Linked DNA regions of Sus scrofa: region 1 is linked to region 2. The links are chromatin contacts, called in public Hi-C maps. All regions are on one chromosome and are shown on one strand. Each heading gives the region's core, a stretch centred on a gene start, on an enhancer-like site or on the middle of the called end of the contact. The rest is flanking DNA. Distances are from core to core; before and after follow the strand shown.

Region 1 (3,390 bases), core at 872-3,371, 93 kb before region 2:
GAGTGGGCTGTCTCTGCCAGCAGACACTCGTGACAGAAGGCCCCTGCGCCTTGTGCCTGCATGGACTGGGCCGCTCTGCAAAGTGAAGGATGACAGGGATCAGGTGCCAAGGGCAGGGGCAACGTTCCGGGCAGGGGGCGAGTCTGTTGGCCCCAGCACAGACCCAGAGCTGGGCCACCCTTGCCCTAAAGATCCCGCCCTGTGCCGTGCCAAAGCCTGAGCTAGTCAGTGTCACCAACGGTCCTACCCTCCTCCCTGTGCCACGAGCTGCTCTCCCAGCTGCAGGGCCTGGGCCTCCAGCTGCAGAGGAGCTGGGCTAGGTGGGCCAGACTGGGGCAGTTTCTCTCTCACTCCCTTCATAGCCAGACCATGGCAGTGACCACCTGCATGACAGGAAGCTCAGGTCCAGGCTCCGGACTCCGTCCTTCCGGTGTGCTCAGGCCTGGTGGAGGAAAAGCCTCCCCCTGGCACTGGTCTGGGGGCCTCAGCCCCCTGTGCTGGGCCACCACGGTCCCTACATAGAGCCTTTGGGGATCTTCACGTTCCCTGCTCTGGGTGGCCCTCACCCTCTCCCCTCGCTGAGATCCGTGAGGAATACACTGCCAGATTTCCCAGCTGGCGGGGAGGCAGCCTGGGGTGGGCCCAGGTTGTAGCTATCGGGTCCTGCCTGCCGCACCCTGGCCGGTGGCACCGCACCTCCTCAGGCCTCTCGTTTGTGAATCTGAACTTCCACACCTCCGGCCCTGGAGCGTGGCTCCAGATTTTTTACTTGACATCACTTGTGATCCCTGTGCTGGCTGAACGGTGGCCCCCTGGAAAAGATTCCTGTCTCTCTGGTATCTGAGAGTGGGCCCTCATTTGAAAACAGCATCCCTGCAGATAGAATGGAGGTAAGATGAGGTCACAGTGGATCAGAGCGCCTCCTAGAAGAGGAGGGTGATTTAGAGACATGACACAGGGAGAAGGCTGTGTGATGACGGAGGCAGAGAGCCAGGGACACCTCGGGCTACCAGAAGCTGAGCGAGCCAGCATTCCAGGCCTCTGAGCCTCAGCAGGACGAGGACAACATGAGATCTGGGCCTTGAGAAGATGGTGTACCTGGGAGAGCTGGGAAAGGAGCCATGCCGGGGAGCCCCAAGGGGCATCCAGGCTGGGGACCTTGTGTGGGGTGGCATGGGAGTGGGGAGCGAGAACCGGCCACCCTTCAGGAAGGTGGAGCCAAGGAGGGGCTGTCCATCCCTGAACAGAGACCAAAAGGCTCCTGGACCAGGGCCCGGTGCAGGGCTGAGCTCTTTTCTTCCCTGTGGTGAAATCTGGGTTGAGGCTCTAACGTGCAAATTGGTTATAAACTGGGGAGCCCCTTGGAGACCCAAGAGAGCGCTCACAAAGCAGCGCCCTCAGTGAGGCCAGAGCCCAGGGCTCCACGGGGACAGAGGCTGCAGAAGTCCAGGACCGCAAAGCTCAGAGCCTGGGTGTCCCTCTGAGGATGCCGGCGGGCGTCTGGGGCGAGCTGCGGGCTACAGTGGACTGCAGCCTGCTGTAACTGGCAATCAATAAGTGAGCGGCTGCGGTCACTGGCCGCGCTTCTTCACCTCTCGGGCACCAGCGAGGGGGTGCCATCGGGCTGCGCCACCCCGCGCTGGCACGCGCCGCCCTGCTGCCGCAGCATCACCGCCTTCGCGATGGCTGCGGCCCTGAGACCCAACAGGTGCACACCTGCCGCGCTGCTCCCCCGCCCCCCGTGAGCCTCTGGACCCGCCCACGTGACTTCCCGGGCTCGCCCTGCCCCGCCGCGCGAGACTGGGACCCAGGCGCGAGATCCGTCCCGCAGGGTGGCGGCGCGCAGGCGCGGCGCGTGGCGGCCCGTCGGCCTCCCGGCCTGCCCCGCGCGCGCTTACGTCGCTCAGCCTCGTCCCGGCCGCTGCCGCCGCAGCCGCCGCCGCCGTCGCTGCCGTCGCTGCCGCCGCCGCCGCCGCCGCTGCAGCCGCCATTGGAATCCGCTCCTCGTCAGTGCGTCCCGTCCTGGTCGCCAGGCTGCGCCGGTCCGCAAGCGGCCCGCGCGCCCAGCAGCCGCCGCCGCCGCCGCCCGGCCGACCAGCGCCCGGGAAGGAGGCGGCGGGCGCGGGGCCGCGAGAGCGCGGGTGACAGGCCCGGCCTCGCGGGGAGGCCCGAGCCGGCGGGTGCCCCGGCCCCGCGCCGCGCCGGCTGTTCATGAAGCATGTCGGCCACCAGCGTGGACCCCCAGGTAGCAGCGGGACCGGGGTCGCAGGGCCGGGGGCTTGGGCTCGCGGGGACAGGAGTCGGGGTCACGGGGCCGGGCCGGGGTCGCGGGGCCCAGGGCCAGAGGCACGGGTCGCAGGGCGGGGGGCTCGGAGCCGGGAGCCGGGTGGGCGTCGCCTGGGACCGTGGGCCGTTCAGGCCAGAGCGCGCCGCCCGCCTGGAAGGGTTCTTGCGAATAACTTTGTATTTCCCTTCCTCGGGTTCTGTCCGCTCCCACCGTCCGGGCCTGTGGCGAAGCAGAGAACGAAAGGACAGGATACTAAAGGTGAGTGCGGTCGGGACGGTCCGCGCAGGCTTTGGAGCGGAGCTCGCCGAGGGCCGGGCGCACACGTGGGGGAAAAACAGGTGTGGGCAGGGGCGCCCGGAATCGCGGTTTCTCTCCCTTAGCTTAGGGGAGGTGAAACTTCCCAGTTGTTGGGGAGTGGTAACAGGTCTAAAGCAGGGGCTTTTCAAGCAGTAGGAAAATAGGTGCTTTGAGCACTTCCATCCTTCTCCCCCACGGCCAGCGGGTTGATTAGGTGGGGAAGGAGCCCAGGGAGCCGCCACTTGCCTGTCTGTCTGCAGCTCCAGGTGTGGGGCTGGCTCCGGGGTGACCGCCAGACCTTGGCCCTACCTGGTCTGGCCTTACCCGGGTGAGCTGGTGGCCTCACCCTGTGAAACCCGCCCGCTTCCTAAGTCTTTACAATCTCTTGGGATGTCCTGGCTGGGGCCAGACCCCCAAAACGCACTCCCGGAGCTCCCTCCCTCCCATGGTGCCGCTGGGTCTTTCCTCAGAAGACTGCAGTTGGTGTGTGTGCTGCGTGAGCAGAACCAGATCCGGTCCCTCGTGTTTTCAGATTGGACGAGGCCCAGCCCCTGTGTCCTTCTCCCTTCCTTTCCTGGCTGAGCGTTGTGACAGTGGCAAATAAGCACGGCCAGGTGGTAGTTCAGAAACACTGCAGCTACACGCTTCCCGGCTCCACTGCGCTGTTTCCTGTGCTCTGCGTGTGCAGTCGGGCTTTCGGAAGCACCGTCTCTGTCCGGCACACAGCAGCCTCAGACCACCTCCTCCTCACCAAAACCCAGCTACCAGTTGCTTGCATTGTTTTGTCTGTACCTCTGTTTTGTCAC
Region 2 (3,205 bases), core at 559-3,058:
AAAACCCAGAAGCGTTCTGTTCAGCCCCTGATGGGGAGATGCTTCAGGCTCCACAGTGAGGCCGCCCCATGTTTGGGGAAACAGCACGAAAGTAAGTATTCAAAAATCTTTTCTCTGAGCTCCCTGGTGGCGCAGTGGGTTAAGGACCTGACATTGTCACCGCCATGGCCCTGGTTACAGCTGTGGCGCGGCTTTGATCCCTAACTTGGGAACTTTGGCATGCTGTGGGCATGGCCCAAAAAAAAGTTTCTCATAATCACTGTTAGCAAAACCAAAATGGGAGCTGAGGGCATACGTGAGCCAGTTCTGACAAGACACACAGCCTGTGGGTGGTGTGACCTCCCTCCCCCCGCCCCCCGCAGCAGGAAATCCACACGGAAAATGCAGCAGGAACGTTTCTGTACCAGGAAAGTGGGGGCCTGCCCAGGATTTCTGTCCGTTTCTGCAGGAAGCTGCTGTGAATTTAAGCCAACACAGCAGCTGAAAGTAAACAGTCCCCAAAGGGAGCGGTCTGCGCTGGGGCTGGGCTGGCATCGCCCCTGAAAGCAGCTTCCAGAAGCTTCCTGTCCAGAGTGGGGCCACAGTGACCTCCAGCCCTGCCCTCACCCGCTGTCCCCTCCACTCTGCAGGGCTGGCCAGCATGTTCCCGTCTCAGAAGCAGAGTCGCCTGGCGTGTAAGCCGTGAAGCCGAAGCCCCCAACCGCAAAGCAGAATCTTCTCAAGATCGGAAGCCCCCGCGGCACACCGGACCCCCGTGTGGGTGCCCAGCGCTGCCCGGGACCAAACCACGCTTGCTGCTCTGACGCAGAGGGAGCCGGGTCCCGGCACCATCTGCCATCAAACAACCCAGAGGCGCCGTTGGCCAGCCGGGCTGGGCCCACGCTGAGGACGTGGCTGTGGGCTCCGAGGGAGGTGGTGCCAGGCCCGGGCCACCCTCACACACGAGCACCACACTCCTATACACTCATCCCACGTGTGCACACACATGGCGATGTGCACACACGCACACACGAGTACACTCACCGACATGTGCACACGGAGAGACCACAAACACACAGCACAAAACACTAACGTGCACATGTGCATCCGTACATGCGAGCATGTGCACACAGCCTCCCACACACGCGCACGCGTGGCTTTTGAATACACAGCCCTCGGGCAGGTGGCGGCTGGCCGGCAGCCCCCCTTTGGGGCGCAGACCCTTTTCCCCTCTGGCAGAGACCCCTCTTTCCAAAACTGTATCCTCTGGCCCCCAGGTCCCACAGCCGGGCTGGGGCCTCCGAGCCACGGCCCCCAGGGAAAGCAGTTAACCCATTGTCCCCCAGCCCAGGGCCTTGTGGGCTCACAGAGCTTAGCAAATTTTGCTCAACCTCCCTCCCCAGGGCGAGCGGCGGGGGGCCTCCAGAGCAGCTCCCTGTGAGAGAGGCGCCTTCCCGCCTGCGGGCATCTTTCGTTCTCCTCCAGATAAATTCCTTGCATTAGAAAGCTCACAGGAATATTCTGTCTCGCTGGGGTGAAGATGTCAGACTAACTGCAAGGGAGGAGGGAAACTTGGAAAATGAAAAGGCAGGAAGTTCGGCCAAGCGCCCCCACCTGGAGAACGTGAGACCCTTGACCCGCCAGCAGGGCCCCGGCCCGAGCTCAGACGGGTGGGCCCGACGCCGCTGCCCGTCGAGACGGAGAGAAGACGCCTTGTTCCTGCCCCTCACTGAATGAGTGAGGGAACCCGGGCGTGATGGGGGTGGGGGGACAGCGAGGGTCCCCTCCGCGCTCTGGGCGAAGCAGCACCCCAGGCGCTGGGCTGGGAGCGGCCCGTCCCATCAGCTTCCCCAAGACCAACCCCCAGTCCGCCGAGGGCCGCGGGCTGTAGAGACGGATGGTCACCCCTGCTGCTCCCCGCAGGCGCCGGCCTCTAGACTTTGGAGAAGATTCGGGACACTGAAATGCAGGGACAGCTTCCAGCCGGAAACCCACCCCGGCCCGGCCCCGCCCTCGCCCCGCCCCCCGGCCCCGCCCCGCCCTACGGACTGGCCGGCCCGCTGCTGCCCTCTGCTGGCCACGCAGGCCCACTACGCTCCCGGCGGGGGGCGGGAGAGGGAGGGGACCCCAGGCGAATTGGGACCGTGTCGGCTCCAGTCAGCGCCACGAGCCGGTTGCCATGGCAACAGCAGGGTGGGGGTGGAGGGGCTGCGGCGGAGGCCTTCTGGAAAGCCAGGAATGCGCTGGCCTCCTTCCGCGGGAGCCAAATTCCTCACGCTCTGCCTCTCCCGCGAAGCCTGCATGACCGGCCAGGCCCCGGGAGGGGGGCAGCGGACAGGGCCCAGGGCGGGATCTCGCTCTCTTGGGATGCGCTCCGTCCGCGGGACCGCTCCTTCCTCCAGGGCCCTCAACGCCTGCAGGCCACGTCTCCTCCTGAGGGTTGGAGGGCGCCTGGGGGCGGTCACCGGGGCTCCCCTGCCCGGTCACGGAAGAGTCTGTGGACTCAGCCGAAAGCAGAGCGGGGGCAGGCCTGGCACGGAGGCGGGGCCGAGAGCTTCCTGAGGCCGCTGGGCATGCACCCCTGGGGAGGGGGTAGGCAGCCGCCCAGGCTGGACGGGGTGGGGGCGGGGACCGTGGGCGGCAGGGCTGTTTGGAGCCAGGACCCTAGGCGCAGAGCAGGCAGCCCCATTAGCATGCATGCAGCTCACAGCCCCGGGAGCCACACCGCACACCCTGGGCCAGGGGGCAGGCCTTGGGCACCCCTGTCACCTATAGCAGGGGGTGGGCAGCGGGGCTGGGAGCCAGGAGGGCCCAGGAAGCCCCCGATCAGGGATGGGGGGTGCTGCCCGGTGGGAGGCTCACGGGGACCCCAGGCGCCAGCGCCCCTAGGCGGTTCCTCCCACGAGGTGGATTTATGTAAACAAACAGGGGAGTCGCTGGCTCTCAATGAAGCTGTGTGCCAGTGTAAATTAATATATCATCGTCTCCCTGAATAGAATCACTTGTCTCTGGAGGAATCACGCTGAAGACTGACAGACGGTCACTGTGTTCATTTGCATATGCAGATATGTCTAATTATTCAACTCACAATTAAAGGCTTGTGTCAGCAAATGAGACTAATTAGCTACATTTATCTATGATAATCAGCTTTTTCCAAACAAAATAGAGCCCCTTCCTTTTGCCGGGAGGTGGCACAGGAGTGCGGCCGCTGGACCCAGGGCTGACT

The links. Hi-C and Micro-C count contacts between places; a contact is called where the count stands out from the background.
Region 1: a contact with region 2 is called in a Hi-C map of mesenteric adipose tissue, with 1.9 times the contacts expected there. The contact joins the promoter of YTHDF1 here to the enhancer-like site in region 2. A contact is called at or near these places in 1 of 5 promoter capture datasets (liver), 9 of 47 Hi-C or Micro-C datasets (alveolar macrophages, embryonic fibroblasts, epiblast stem cells and 6 more) and 2 of 2 datasets of contacts at active chromatin or transcription factors (alveolar macrophages and skeletal muscle).

Annotation. Positions count from the first base shown.
Region 1 is chr17:62,340,043-62,343,432 of Sscrofa11.1, reverse strand. YTHDF1 (YTH domain-containing family protein 1) reads left to right here and starts at 2,121. Exons shown (of 5, transcript XM_021078235.1): 1 at 2,121-2,245; 2 at 2,521-2,545. The coding sequence starts at 2,219.
Region 2 is chr17:62,246,659-62,249,863 of Sscrofa11.1, reverse strand. No RefSeq gene overlaps it. Among named protein-coding and RNA genes, the nearest start is that of BHLHE23, 20 kb to the right of the region's middle. Within about 2 kb of position 1,808, at least 44 of the 83 cell types and tissues checked have an H3K27ac peak or open chromatin away from gene starts, as enhancers often do. A contact at or near this core is called in alveolar macrophages, embryonic fibroblasts, fetal liver and 3 more, where this site is marked.